3 separate regions of the Mus musculus genome follow, and all the other regions are linked to region 3. Evidence: chromatin contacts called from public HiChIP or PLAC-seq data. All regions are on one chromosome and are shown on one strand. The core of a region is the stretch at or near the end of the contact, and the rest is flanking DNA. Distances in the headings are between cores, read along the strand shown.

Region 1 (4,821 bases), core at 2,093-4,592, 600 kb before region 3:
GGCTGCTGGCATGATCGCCCTGGCCCTGGAGGCCAAGTAGGTGACAGTGGGGCTCCGCCCACCGCCCCGCCCCCAGGGGCGGCTCCCCGCTCACCCGCCCTCGCCCCCCCCAGCCCGCTCCTGACCTGGAGGGACCTACAGCACCTGGTGGTCCGCGCGTCCAGGCCGGCGCAGCTGCAGGCGGAGGACTGGAGGATCAACGGCGTGGGGCGCCAAGGTGCGGTGGGGCCAGGCAGGGGAAGCGGGTGTGGTGCACTCAGGGCCAGTGACCGCTACCCCTCCCGCGCAGTGAGCCACCATTATGGCTATGGGCTGCTGGACGCGGGGTTGCTGGTGGACCTGGCTCGCGTGTGGCTGCCCACTAAGCCTCAGAAGAAATGTGCCATTCGGGTGGTGCACACCCCCACGTGAGAGAGCCCCCGCCCACTGGAGGGAGGCCCCGCCCCTTCCACTGGAGGGAGGCCCCGCGGTCCAGACTCCACGCCTACGCGGGCGATTCTGTCCAGGTCTCCACCTTGCGCTTTGTTGTAGCTCCCCCTTCTCCACTACCTCCCCATCCTAGTCCAAGGTAGGCAGAATGCCCCGAAACCTCAGTTTACCCATCCGAGGAAAGAGTGCCCTCAGGCCCTTAGACACTGCCCGCCCCCCCCCAAACCCGCCTCTGGGCTCTACCTGGCCCGCAGCAGACCCACAGGACCGCCCTCACCCCACCAGCCCCATCCTGCCTCGGATGCTGGTGCCGAAGAACGTGACCGCGTGCTCAGATGGCTCGCGCCGCCGCCTCATCCGCTCGCTCGAGCACGTGCAGGTCCAGCTTTCGCTCTCCTACAGCCGCCGCGGGGACCTGGAGATCTTCCTCACCAGCCCCATGGGCACGCGCTCCACGCTCGTGGCCATCAGGTGTGAGACATCTCAAAGGGTCCTGAGAGCCAGCGGTGCCCTCCCTAGCCTTCCCAGATGGGACCCTATCTGGGTGGGACTCAGAAGACTTGTGTGAGACGCCACGAGCCCTGTCTCTCCTGTGCCACCCACTGGCCACAGACCGTTGGATATCAGCGGCCAAGGCTACAACAACTGGATCTTCATGTCCACTCACTACTGGGATGAGGACCCGCAGGGCCTGTGGACCCTGGGCCTGGAGAATAAGGGCTACTATTTTAACACAGGTGAGAGAATTGGCTGTGGCTGTGGGCTGCGAGCTTTGGAGCTGGGGACCCTGCCTTGGTTGACCCTCAGCCATAGAGGATCCTAGGGGTTTTCTTGGAGAAACCATGCCTTTCTAGTACACAGTAGACGGGCAATAGTAGGTGTACAGCTATGGGGGGAGTGTGAGGGAGTGAGGAGAATCTGACCTGTGGGGAAAGTGAGGGTTTGTAAATTAGGTTTAAGGTAACTTAAAGGAGCGGGGCACTCTGAGCACAGTGGCACACAGTAGGTGCAGTCACCTAAGAGAAGTGGGTCTGGCCACTGGCACACAGTAGATGTGTAGCAACTGTGGGGATGGTCTGACCAGTGCAAACCAGGTGCCACCTACCTGGGAGATGTGAGGTGGTGTGGCCACTAGCACATAGTAGGTACAGTTGCTACGGGGCCCTGCTTGGGAGACAGTGAGGCTGGCTACAGAGCCCGGCAGGCCAATGACAGGTGTCCCCCTTGGTGCCCACTGCGACCCCCGCCCAGGAACTCTGTACTACTACACCCTGCTGCTGTATGGGACGGCCGAGGACATGACAGCACGGCCCCAGGCCCCCCAGGTGACCAGCCGCGCGCGCGCATGTGTGCAGAGGGACACAGAGGGGCTGTGCCAGGGTGAGTGGCCGCAGCGCATGGTCACTTGTTGGGTGAGGAGGCGCAGCGGCCCGGAATGGGCAGGTGGGCACCGGCTGCACCCACCAGCTGCAGCCTCACTCCTTCTGTTTCCATGTTGTCCCTATGCAGAAAGTCACAGTCCCCTCTCCATCCTGGCAGGACTCTGCCTCATCTCCAGCCAGCAGTGGTGGTGGCTCTACAGCCACCCACAGCAGCCAGTGACCGAAGGACAGGCCAGCTGTCACCCTCCTGTTACACCTGCTGCAGCAGCCTGAGCAGCGACTACACTGCCTGTCCCCTGTCCCTTGTGTTGGGAGAGCTCCAGAGCCCCTCCAAGGCTTGCCACCTCTGGTGGCCCCCCAGCTACCAGTCTTGGGCCATGGTGCTGGCTCTGCTGGCCAGGGCCTTTGGGAGGCCCCTCGGCTTGAGGAAGGCCCACCTGCCCCAGGCTAGATACCCCAGTGCCCAAAACCATGCATGCACAGATCCCTGGAGGCTGGAGAGCCAGAGATGCCTGGCTGTCAGGACAGAAGGCCGGTACCCCAAGGTCCTGCTCTCAGGCTGGAAGAGAAGCCTGCCCCAGAAGGCCAGGGCAGAGCAGCTGCATGGGTCAGGTGACAGCCCACCGCTCAGCCTCAGCTGCTCCCAGTGGAAGAGATGTGTCCTTACTCATTTTGGAGCAGGTACAGTGGGCAAGAGGTCAGACCACAGCCACCAATCATCTGCCCCTTCCCTGTCTCCAAGCCATCCATAGCCCCATGTCTAACCTCATAGTTGCCAAATAAAAGTTAAACAGAAGATGTCGAGTTTATGGTGTCCTTGAGGGTAGGGTGGGCCCCTGGAGGAATAAGGACCCACAGAGGAAGACTGCTCTGAGCCCAGATCTGCCAAGTGCTGAATTACCATACAGCCATGAACAGGAAGCTAGCTCGCTCCCCCATCCCCCACTGGTTTTTTTTTTTTTTTTTTTTTTTTTTTGGTTTTTCGAGACAGGATTTCTCTGTTTAGCCCTGGCTGTCCTGGAACTCACTTTGTAGACCAGGCTGGCCTCAAAAATCTACCTGCCTCTGCCTCCCGAGTGCTGGGATTAAAGGCGTGCGCCACCACTGCCCGGCTTTCCCACTGCTCTTTTGAGACAGGGTCTCACTGTGTAGTCCTGGCTGTTCTGGGATTCCCCATATTGACCAAGATGATCTTGAACTCACAGAGGTCTGCCTGCCTCTGCCTCACAGTACTGAGATTAAAGTACTGAGTTAAAGGTCTACCACAAGGAAGCAAAGCCTGTGGCTAGGTTCCATCCAGCATTTATTGAGCGCCCACTGTGTACCTGGCAATGGTTGTACACTGATTACTCTCGAAATCACGTTCACCCCTTTCCTCCCACCACACGCGGTGAAGGAGGGCAGAGTTCCTTCTGATCTTACTGGATAGCAACTAGGAGCATCTAGGCTTAGGGCTCTTTAAGACGGGGGAGGGGTTTCGCGAGGCGTGGCGCTGGAGTGGACCGGAAGTGCCGGAACGTAGTGGCGTTCAAGCAGGAAGCGGAAGCGGTGGCGGCCGCCTAGGTTCTTGGAACGAAGATAGGCAGCGGGGTGTTCCAAGAGCAAACTGGCGCGGAGATCGAGCCAAACTCCGAGGTTCCGGGAGGAGGGAAAGCGAGACGGGGTAGGGACCTCGGCGCAGGTCTGTAAGGGGTGCGTAGGAGTTCGCGAGGTGGGCGGGCCGAGCCGAAAGTGGACCCCCAGTTAGCGCGCGCTCCACCTACAAGATGAACTCCAAGGCGAAGAAACGCGTGGTACTGCCCACTCGCCCCGCGCCTCCCACGGTGGAGCAGATCCTGGAGGACGTGCGAGGGGCACCCGCTCAAGATCCTGTTTTCACTGCCCTGGCCCCGGAAGGTAGGAGAACGTGAGACTCCCGAGTGGGGAGCAAACCGACTGCAGGGACGAATCTTTTTTGTCCCTGCCCTTCTCTTCCCCTGCAAAGAAAGATCATCAGAAATAAAATTGAAAGTGCTCCGAACTCTTGGGAGGCAGAGGCAGGCGGATTTTTGAGTTCGAGGCCAGCCTGGTCTACAGACTGAGTTCCAGGACAGCCAGGGCTACACAGAGAAACCTTGTCTCGAAAAACAAAAACAAAAAAAAGTTGAAAGTGCTGCCAACCCGGGTCTAGGGCAAGAGGATTGCTGTGAGTTCAAGACCTTGTCTCAGAGGGGCGTGGCCAGCTGCTCCTACAAATTAATGGGGGGCCAGAGTACTTGCAGGGGCCATATCTGCGACTCCTGGCCTAGGATCCAGGAATCCAGGCAGTCCTGGGTAGAACGGCAGGCCAGGGTGGCTGGAGGTGTCCTGTCCTCTCCATGACACCAAAACCTGAAACTGAGTCTTGTTTTCTAGTGCCTAATAGGCCTATATAGCCCAGGCTGGCCTCGAACTCACCATGTAGCCAAGGATGACCTTGAACCACTGATCCTCTTGCCTCTGGGTTGGTGGATGTCAGGCCTGGGGATGGTGACACTGTTTCTTCTCTTCAGACCCCCCAGACCCATCCCCAAGGGCTGAGGACTCTGAGATCCAGCAGGAGCAGATCTACCAACAGAGCCGGGCCTACGTGGCTATGAATGAGAGGCTGCGGCAGGCGGGGGAAGCTCTGAGACAGAAGTTCGATGGCCTTCGGCAAGCTGGTCAGCGGCTGGAACAGGATATCAGCCAGGTGACTTCAGCCACCTCCTAGAGCCGAAGTTACACCTGATGTCCTTGGTCCAGGCCTGGGCACCTAGCAACCAGAGGCTCTGGGTCAACATTTGCTGTCCCAACCCTGGCCCGGGGAGACCCAGTGGCCCACCTTGCCAGCTAGCAGCTTTGTTCCCTCTTCCATCCTTAATGGCCTCTAATTCATGATGGGACTTAGGGACATGGCCACCTCCTCATTATGGGGACACTGGCCTAAATTGCATCAAGGACTTGATTGCAGGTCGGGGCTCAAAGCCAGTCTGCCCCATAGTGACCGGTG
Region 2 (4,820 bases), core at 1,486-3,985, 530 kb before region 3:
ATAGCAGGCCCTTCCCACATGGCAGGACTCAACCAAGGGGACTTTTTAAAAGGAAGAGAGACATGGCAGGCAGCTTTGAGCCAGGATGGAGCCATGCCCTCACTGCTTATGTATTGGAATCTTTATCTGAGCACCTTGGAATGCAACTGTATGTATGAGCATGTTGCCCCAGCATCTCAGAACGGAATGTCATTGTATGCATAAGCCTTTCCAGAGGCAAAAAAAAAAGCTACAATGAGGTCACTAAGATGTGCCCAGACATAGCAGGATGGATATTCTTTGTAAGGGCGGGTGTGGGTCAGGTCTGAAGATGTACAACTGTCATCCTAGCACTTTGGAGACAGAGGCAGGGGTCTGCATGTCCTAGAACAGCCTGGCTTACATGGGAACAGACTCTAGAAAATCCCAAACAGCATTTAAAAACACAAAAACAAACAAAACCAACCACGGGTAGGATATAAAGATGACTAGGATAGCCTCATGAGGATAGAGGGGGTCATATCTGTGAGCTCACGAAACCCCAGCCCTGTGACACTCTGATCTTGGACTCCAAGTTCAAGGAATACAAGATAAATTTCTGTCATCTGGGACCAAGCTTGGGGGTGCACACCTTGAATCCCATCACTCAGGATGCAGAGGAAGGTGGAGGGAGCTCTGTGAGTTCGAGCTAGCCTGGTCTACATACCAAGTTCCAGTCAGCTAGAATTACATAGCAAGATCCTGTCTTGGAGGAAGAAAGTGGGAGGGGGTCTCATCTGGGACTGCCCCTCCATGACAGAAAGGTGGGACTGGGAGAGAGACACCCACCATGACATGGGGATTATCCTGCCTCCCACACTCGGGGCTGGGCTGACGGTGGCTTTCCACACTCCTTCTTCTGCCTCAGCCCTCCTCACTGACTTCAGCCTTGCTCAGGGCTACTGCTTCCCAAGGTCACGACTGCTTAGACCAAAGACAGACTACTGCAGACTCTAGACTTTCTGACTGAGTGGCACACACCAGGCCTGATCTTCCCCATCTAAAAACTTAAGGCTTTGGATAAACTTTCAGCAAAGTAAATGCCCTACTAAGTGGCTGGAGGTGCCAGCAGCAGGTGTTTGTTTTAACTGGCATAGGGTCTCTTTGTGTTGCCTAAGCTGCTTCTGAACTCTGACCTCAGGAGAGCCTTCTGAGCAGCTAGGACTGCATGAAGCACAAGTCTGGCTCAGACCAGATTTCTGTGCTGTCATGCTGGGAATGAAATGTGGGGCCCTGAACACATTCAGTGAATGTTTTAACACTGGACCACATCTCCAGGCCTCCTCCTCTTCCTGCCTTTTAAAATGGTATTACTATGTATCCATGGCCGGCCTGGAACTCCCAGAAATCTTAGTGCCCTTCTTTTGAAGCAGGGATCCAGTATAGCCCAGGCTAGGCTCATCCTGCCTCAGCGTCCCAAGGGATGGGATCACAGCTGTACAGTACAATGCCTTACAGCAAACATCCTCCTTGTTGTCTCTAAGGTGTTAGTTTCTCCTTCAAATAGGACCACAGTAAGGTCTATTAACTGTCACCAGCAAGATCACAGCTGAGCCTGAGTGAATTCAGGCGCCAGCAGTCAACACCACGAATCACCAAGCCCTCCACTCTTCAAGGGGGCTACATCACAGCTGGGCTGGGTACAGTGGTGGGGTCTGTAACCCCAGCAATGAGAGACTGTAGCAGGAACATGAGTTTGATATGACTCTAGGCCACACAGGAAGACCCTATCTTTAAAAGAAAAAATAATGTTGGGTATAGTAGTAAGTCTGTCATCCTAGTATTTGGGGTCAGAGCCTGGAGGATCAGGAGTTCAAAGTCAGCCTCTTATACATGAGATCCTGTCTCCAAAGCAGGCATTTGGGGCTGGAGTTGTGTTGGCAGAGTCCCTGCCTGGCATGCACCAAGCTCTTAGTTCCATCCCTGGTGCTGTATAAATGGGCTTGACTGTGCACACCTGCCATCCCAGCATTAGCAGTGAAGGCATTCGGATGAAGCCTTCAAGATCACCCACAGTATAGAGTTTGAGCTAGGACCCATCAGACACTGTCTCAAAGCAACAACAAAACACAGAAGGAGTTAGACCCGACTTCCTGAGTTCTCCCACTCCTTATGTTAACACTGCAACCTGCTAGGCGATGGGAGGTTCCACTTAGCAACTGTCGCTCACGTCTACCAAACTGCACAGGTGTTTAATCCCTGTACATAAAGAGAAAGACACCAAAGCTTTGGCAGGGAAACTAAGACATCTGCTCTAGAGGCCCTTGCTAGCTGTCCAGGTTGGGGATGAGATGGAAAGAGCCACCGGGTGGGTGGCCTAAGTGTCCTGGGCCTCTCCCCTGTCCCACTCTGTGCTTCGGGGACATCAGCCGGGTTTCTGCAGTCAGCTTCCTGAGGTTGGAAGATACACAGGCCTCAGCGTTCCCGACTATAATCAGGGACGATAGCAGGAGGCCTGCAACTTGCTATGTAGACCATGCAGAACTGTGTAACGTGAATTCAAACATGCTTCGGCCTAATGCTAGACACCGACATTACCGAGGGCTGGGATCTGACCTATAGGTCTCTACGGTCCCAACGCCTCTCAACACTAGGCTTGGGCTCCAAGGTCCCCGCAGCGCCAGCTCGGAGCCCAGGACTACGCCACTCTCCCGACCGCAAGGGCTTCACTCACCCGCCAGCGCCGCCATCTTGGCCTCGGCCTTCAGACAACCTCTGCGGTCCGTCCTCCAAAGAGTTCCGGTTCTAGTCCAACGCCCAAATAGACACCAGCGGAAACCCGCACCACAAGCCGAGTGGTTCTGACCCGCTTTATACCTGTGGTCGCGTCCGCGCAGAGTGCGCCACGGTCGTCCTGTGACAAACAGGAAACAGCGACAAAATAAAGAACTTCCACTTTATTCAGTATTAGGGAATGAAAAAGTCGCTGTGGTCGTCCCTGGGTGGGCTCGAACCACCAACCTTTCGGTTAACAGCCGAACGCGCTAACCGATTGCGCCACAGAGACGACATTAGTCAGCTGCTTATAGTATAACCCTACAAGGTTTGACAGACAAATTGTGAAGTGCGCTTGCGCGCTAAAGCAATGGCACGGGGCGGAGGGAGGGTGTTACCGACAAACAGCGCGTCGCCGAAATAGCTCAGTTGGGAGAGCGTTAGACTGAAGATCTAAAGGTCCCTGGTTCGATCCCGGGTTTCGGCAAGTGTTTTTAACTCATTGATGAACCTGTCTTCCGTTTTTGAGATTTTTGATTCGTTTTGAACCACAGTCTTGAATTAGTCCAATCCAATGTTGAACTTTTACGTTCTATTTACATATTAGCAATCAGTCCTGCATTCTTCCAATTAATAGGTCTAAAGCCATTACTGACTATGAAATGTAAAAGTATCGGGGTGAATTGTTTACACACCTGTCAGACTAGCACCCCAGAGAAGCAGGAGGATGTGTACGAGGACAAGTTCTTCCTCTCAAAAAGCCAAAATTATTATTGTTGTTGGTAATGATGTTGTTAAGTAACTTTTTTTTTTTTTTCTTTTTTGGTTTTTCGAGACAGGGTTTCTCTGTATAGTCCTGGCTGTCCTGGAACTCACTCTGTAAACCAGGCTGGCCTTGAACTCAGAAATTCACCTGCCTCTGCCTCCCAAAGGTAACATTTTTTTAAAATGGCTCAGCAGAGCATTGGTTCCTCTTTCAAAAGAATGGGAATTCAATTCCCAGCATCCCATAACCTTCTAAAACTCCAATTCATGGGTCTCTGATGGCTCTTTTGATCTCTCCAGGCACCAGGCATGCATGCAGTCAAAACACCCACACATAAAATAATAAAGTAAAATGAATAAATGTAGGTGGTTAGTGAGCACTCTCTCCTATCACGCAGAAGACCCTGGTTCCACCTCGGCACCACATAAACAAGGCATGTGTGGCGTGCCTGTCATTCCAGCCCTGGGGAGGTTGAGGCAGGAGAGTTAGGAGTCCTTGGCTAGACAGCAAACTCAAGGCCAACCATGATAATGAGAATGATAAAGGTCTGAACTGGTTCAGTGGATAAAAGCAGTTGACTGCTGCTAGACCTGAGTTAGATCTCTAGATCCCACAAGGTGGCAGGAGAGAACTGGAGTCCGAAAGTTGTCCCAGGCATGGGTACCAATGGCTCATGCTGCACATTTGCATGAGCACACACACTCGCAGACACACACACACATGAGCACGCACACACACATTATCCCTGCCTCTTATTTCCAGAGCGCTTGGCTTGGCATTAAGGGATGGGAGGTGGCTGTCATTTGGTAGAAAGTCAGTAACGCCTGGGCAGGAGTCTCATTTTCCCCATTTGTAAACTGAATAGAATCATATACATGTAGCACTCTCTTCCACTAATTTCCACTTGTTCAGTGATTTATTTATTTTGGGGTGTGTGTGTGTGTGTGTGTGTGTGTTTTACAAGGCTGGGTATGGCTGGAGAGAACTATGGACTAGAGAAAAATAAACTTTTAGGTTTTTGTTTGTTCGTTTGCTCAATTTTGAGTCAGAGCTTCACTTTTTAACCCAGACTGGCCTCTGGCTTCAACCCTACCCTGCCCATCTAGAATTTTAGATTTACAGAAAACATAAAAAGTTGGTTCAGAGACAGCCGAAGTAGGCCACAGCCAGCTGAGCCATACTAGATATTAAATATTTCGTGTGTATGTGTGAGATCTACCGGTGCTAGAGCTCACCATTGTACATACGAGTCAGGTGTTCTGGGACTGAAACATCTCCCAACCACTGCCCTTCAGCGTGAAGGCAGCTTGTGTGCTGCTAG
Region 3 (4,591 bases), core at 1,047-3,546:
ATGCTCAATTCAAGGCCGCTGAGCAACACAGTGAAATTCTGTCTCAGAACAAAAAGTAGAAAGTGGGCTGAGGGTGTGCAGGGTTCATCAGTAGAGGGCTAACCTGGACTTCATCCAATCAATCAATGTTTTAGGCGACAACACACTTGGTGTTTCCAACAGCCCCTAGAGGCTCTGGAGACCATCTTGGTCAACATTTAATCAGAAAGTTCTGGAAGGGCCACAAGTCCCCAGACATGAAAGGTGGGTGGCCCCAAGTACTAGCTTTGAATTTTGATGGCCACACTGACTCCTCTAACCCCAGGTACACCCTTGCTCCCCTTCTGTTTGCTCTGGTTCTCCGGGCAAGACTCTTGGTCTGTGAATCTCTCCATAGTTGAGGGCTATGGCAGCCACAGCATGCACAGGGCCCGGCTAGCACCTGCACCCACAAGGCCTCAAGGTAGGAGCTCAGTTTCTTCTCAAAGCCTCCCATTCCCACGCACCTTCAAACCAGCCACAGGTCAGGACTGCAGGCAAGAACCCAAGCCTAAGGGTGGCCTTATGTCCCCACCTCTAACCTGGGCATAAGGCACTCAGGCTAGGGTATTCAAGAACAAATCCTGTTGGCTCTAACCCCTGGGCATCTTCCCCACACCTAGGTTCCTGGTAAAGGTGGCATTCTGGTCTCAGGGAGGTTGTTCGTGGGCCTCTATTTGCTCAATTATCAAGCACTGGAGAAGGGACAAGCAGGAGCCGCCACAGGTCCTGGAGCTGTCCGTGGTCCTGAAACTTCAAGCTACAGTTTTCGGGATAGGGAAGCATCCTGTCTTCAAATCTGCACCCTAACTGTCACCGCAGATAGGGTCATTAGCCTGCATCCCTTGCACGCAGCTCTCCCTATGGCCCTCGAGTGTACACCCACTCGGGACACACGCGCGCGCACAGCTAGCATCCCAACAGGTACTTCTAGAGACCCACCAGCCACACCTCTAGGGACACGCCTCCCCTTGATCCACCGAAACACGCCTCCCCAGGACCCTCTCGGGCATCACATCACAAGCTCGCTCGGAAAGGAGAGACAGACGCAAACACTCGGGTCATGGCCCTACGCCAGCTTCTTTCGCTGCACGCAGCAGCCAACTCAGGCCACGTCCGTAGCCACACACCCGGGATGTGTGGGTACTCGGAACGCGCCCGCCCCGGGCGCAAGTGGAGACCGTGGGAACGCGAGGCGCCCGCTTAATAACGCCCTCCCCGAGGCCTCCCGAGCGCGTCCTTTCCCATGCGTCCTTCCTTATTTCTTCCTTCTTTCCTTCCCTTCTTTTCCTTCCTCCTCCTTTTTCTTCCTTTCTCCTTTCTACCCATCTTTCCACCCTCATTTCTGCTCCGCGGCCTACGGGCACCCACGTTCCCCTCTATTCGTCCTCTCCACCCCTATGCGCTCAGACCCTGGCCCTGAGGCCGCGGTTCTCGCCCACTGCAACTAGGGCGCGCGGGAGGGGGAGCGCCAAGGACCCCCTCACTCCAGGCCTCCAAAAGGGCGGACCCTCTGCACACCAGGGTCCCTCGGGGGTGGGTCCGGGTCGAGCCCGAGGTCACCGCGAGGGGACTACCCCCCATCCTCGGCCCGGTGACTCGAACTGCCACCACCCCGAGGTCACCATCCGGGACGTGGCGCCCCGCCCTCTCCCGGGCGCGCCAAGGACGGGCCCCTCCCGGAGGCGGCACCTGAAGTCGCTGTAGGGGTGGATGATCCAGGCCCCCGCCGACTTCACGCGTTCCTGCTCGCGCTCCACGGCCTTCTGGCTGCCGAACATCCGCAGGGAGAACTTGTTGACGCCGGGCTGCAGAAGCGCCCCGAATTGGCGCTGCAGGAAGCTAGCCTGGCTGCCGCGCGGCTCACCCGCCGGGCCCGCCTCCTCGCTGCCCGCCTCCTCGGCCGCCGAGGGCCCGGAGGCCGCCCCGCGGCATGAGAACGAAACCTTGGGGCCGCGCGCGGGGCCCTCGGGGCTGCACTGCGGCTCCCCGCGCCCGCACTCGCCATTCGCGCCGCCCTTGGCCGCGCCAGGGGTGCAGGCGCTGTCGCGGCTGCAGAGCCGGGCGCGCGGGCCGGGCTCGTCCGCCGACTCCGGGTGCGAGGGGGTCGTGGGGTTCGGGGGTGGCGCGGGTGGTGGCTGAGGCTGAGGGGGCGCGGGCGGCGGCGGCGGTGGCGGCGGCCCCGGCGCAGGGGTCGTGCCCGGACTATCGCCCGGCCGCCCGCCGCCCCCGCGCGCATCCATGGCGAGGCGGCGCCGGGCAGTGCGGAGCGGAGCGGCCGCCGCCGCCGCCGGCCGAGCCCGAGGGAGGGCGGAGCCGGGGGTGGAGCCTCTGCTTGCGGGGGAGGGGCGGGGGCGGGAGCCCCGCCTCCACCTGAACCACCCTCACCCCACACAGGGATGGATGGGGAAACTGAGGCTCTGGCCAGCAAGCAGGCTCAAGGTCAGTCAGCCCCTTGAGACCTTGGAGATGCGCTCAGGCTCGGTTCCCCAGGGGGAAACTGAGGCCAAGGACGAACCCAAGGTCACAGAGCCCAGCCGGCGGGCCCCTGCCTTGACGCACGATGCAGACCAAGCCCTGGTCCACTCTGGGGTTCCTCCGCGATCTCGAGGACACCGCGGGCGGGGCAACCGCTGACGCTCACCCCTCGGGTGCCAACTCCTTTCTCGGTTCAAGGTGGCAGATTCCATAATAAAAGTGTGTTCCCGGAGGCTACCATATCTCTGGCTCTGTCGCTTTCACCGCCTCCAAGGCAGAAACCTATGAATATTTGTGAGAAGGGCTGAGATCATTCTGGGTTCTAATCTCAGCCCATCTCCAAGCCCTACTTGTGGGGAAACTGAGGCATGGTCAGGCAACAAAAACAGTAGCAAGACTCCTGTGGCTTCTGGCGACTTCTCCCTTAAAAAGTGAGGATCCCAGGTTAGGTAGTCCTTAGCGGTCTCCAGGGGATCCTGGTTCAACTTCTGCCTCTGTACATATACCCGACCCCTACTCTCTGCCACCTTGACTCAGGCATCAGTTACATTCCACACTTTACCCCAGGTCCGGGGAGACATTGGCTCCTGGGGGTCCTAAGGCTGTGGCCTGAGGCTGGAGCCAGGTGACACTAGTTCTGACTCTAAATTCCCACCCTTCTTCACCAAAGAGTGGAGAGGATTTTATGACAGGATGTTGGGGAGAAGGGAGGAAATACAGGGGAAGAATAGCTGTGAACTGGTGGGAAGAAAGTTCTCATTCAGGAGACTCTTGGGACCTTCTTATGTCCCCTCTGGGCATCCTTAGATTCTCCCTTATTTCCCTGGACCCTAAGTTCACTTAAATCCTTCTGACCTTTTACAAACTCCCCTGGATGCTTCTGGACCCTTTCTAGACCCTTTTAGATCTTCTGGGTCCCTCTTAACTTCTCTTGGACCCTTCCAGCCCTTTATGGGTCATCAAGGTCCCTACAGCCTTCACTGTTTCTGGCCTGACCTCATATTTAGCTATTGGTTGAGTGTCTCAAGAATGGGGCTATGACTTCTGTCTGCTCACAGTAGGTGTCCAGTGATGTTGGATGTGCCATGCCAGCTGCATGCCCTCATCTGACACAGATGGGCTGCCCCGACCCCGGGGACTCTGGAGCTGCCCCTGGCACCCCTCTGGCCTCCACTTTTGAACATCACAGTTGACAGTGCCAGGCTGCTCCGCCCCAGGGCACATGCCTGTTCCAGATGAAGGGGGATCTTTTATGTTCACCCTGGGAAGATGTCAGCTGGGCAGGTCGCCAGAGCTCCAGGACTTGTGGTTGAGTGCAGGGGAGGAGGCAGCATGGCTACTGGCTGGCAGAGGACCTGCCATGCCAGGAGACTGCTCTGCCAGGCAGCCCTTGGGCTCACAAAGGATTCTAAAAAGAGCCAGGTGTCTTCTTTTTCTTTTAAGATTTATTATTAAATTTAAGTACACTGTAGCTTCAGATGCACCAGAAGAGGGCGTCAGACCTCATTATTGGTGGTTATGAGCCACAATGTGTTTGCTGGGATTTGAACTCAGGACCTTCAGAAGAGCAGTCAGTGCTCTTAACCACTGAGCCATCTCTCCAGCCCTGAGCCAGGTGCTTTCAACGAGTAGAAACTAGCTGTGGCTACCTGGTCTCCCCATGTCCATGCTGACACATGAGGTTTTTTTCTGATATTCAGTAAGTGAGTGGCTCAGGGCTGATGTGTATGTGTGTGTATGTGTGCATGTGCAGAAGCCAGAGGTCAACCTTGGGTGTCATTACTCAGGAGCTGTCCTTACTTATTTAGCTACGTTTTTGTCTTTTAGATGTATTTGTCTCATTTTATTTGTCTTTCTGTCTGTCGGTCTGTATGTATGTATTATGTATGTATGTATATATGTATGTATGTATGTATGTATGTATGTATGTATGTATGTACACCACATGCAAGCATGGTCCTTAACGAAGCCAGAAGAGGGTGTTGGATTCCCCTGGAGCTGGAGCGATTTGGAGCTATGAATGATTCTGGGAACCAAACCCAGATCACCTGCAAGAGCCATAAATGCTCTTAAACTGCTGAGCCCTCTCTACTCT

What was found. HiChIP or PLAC-seq counts read pairs in DNA pulled down with a chosen protein or histone mark.
Region 1: a contact with region 3 is called in an HNF4G HiChIP or PLAC-seq map of pancreatic cancer cells. The contact joins the promoter of 2310011J03Rik here to the promoter of Hcn2 in region 3. A contact is called at or near these places in 1 of 115 datasets of contacts at active chromatin or transcription factors (pancreatic cancer cells) and 1 of 9 other capture datasets (embryonic stem cells).
Region 2: a contact with region 3 is called in a FOXA1 HiChIP or PLAC-seq map of pancreatic cancer cells. The contact joins the promoter of Ndufs7 here to the promoter of Hcn2 in region 3. A contact is called at or near these places in 1 of 39 promoter capture datasets (pre-B cells) and 1 of 115 datasets of contacts at active chromatin or transcription factors (pancreatic cancer cells).

What each region holds. Positions count from the first base shown.
Region 1 is chr10:80,319,069-80,323,889 of GRCm38.p6, reverse strand. It overlaps 2310011J03Rik (RIKEN cDNA 2310011J03 gene), which reads left to right and starts at 3,342. Exons shown (of 2, transcript NM_025521.3): 1 at 3,342-3,707; 2 at 4,343-4,821. The coding sequence starts at 3,578. The coding sequence ends at 4,542. Pcsk4 (proprotein convertase subtilisin/kexin type 4) reads left to right here. Exons shown (of 15, transcript NM_008793.2): 9 at 1-36; 10 at 114-217; 11 at 290-407; 12 at 715-900; 13 at 1,042-1,166; 14 at 1,681-1,809; 15 at 1,939-2,607. The coding sequence ends at 2,084.
Region 2 is chr10:80,247,364-80,252,183 of GRCm38.p6, reverse strand. It overlaps Ndufs7 (NADH:ubiquinone oxidoreductase core subunit S7), which reads right to left and starts at 2,735. Exons shown (of 8, transcript NM_029272.4): 1 at 2,693-2,735. The coding sequence starts at 2,708. n-TFgaa3 (a tRNA gene) reads left to right here and starts at 3,148; the gene lies at 3,148-3,220. It overlaps n-TNgtt7 (a tRNA gene), which reads right to left and starts at 3,025; the gene lies at 2,952-3,025.
Region 3 is chr10:79,714,339-79,718,929 of GRCm38.p6, reverse strand. Hcn2 (hyperpolarization-activated, cyclic nucleotide-gated K+ 2) reads right to left here and starts at 2,296. Exons shown (of 8, transcript NM_008226.2): 1 at 1,711-2,296. The coding sequence starts at 2,261.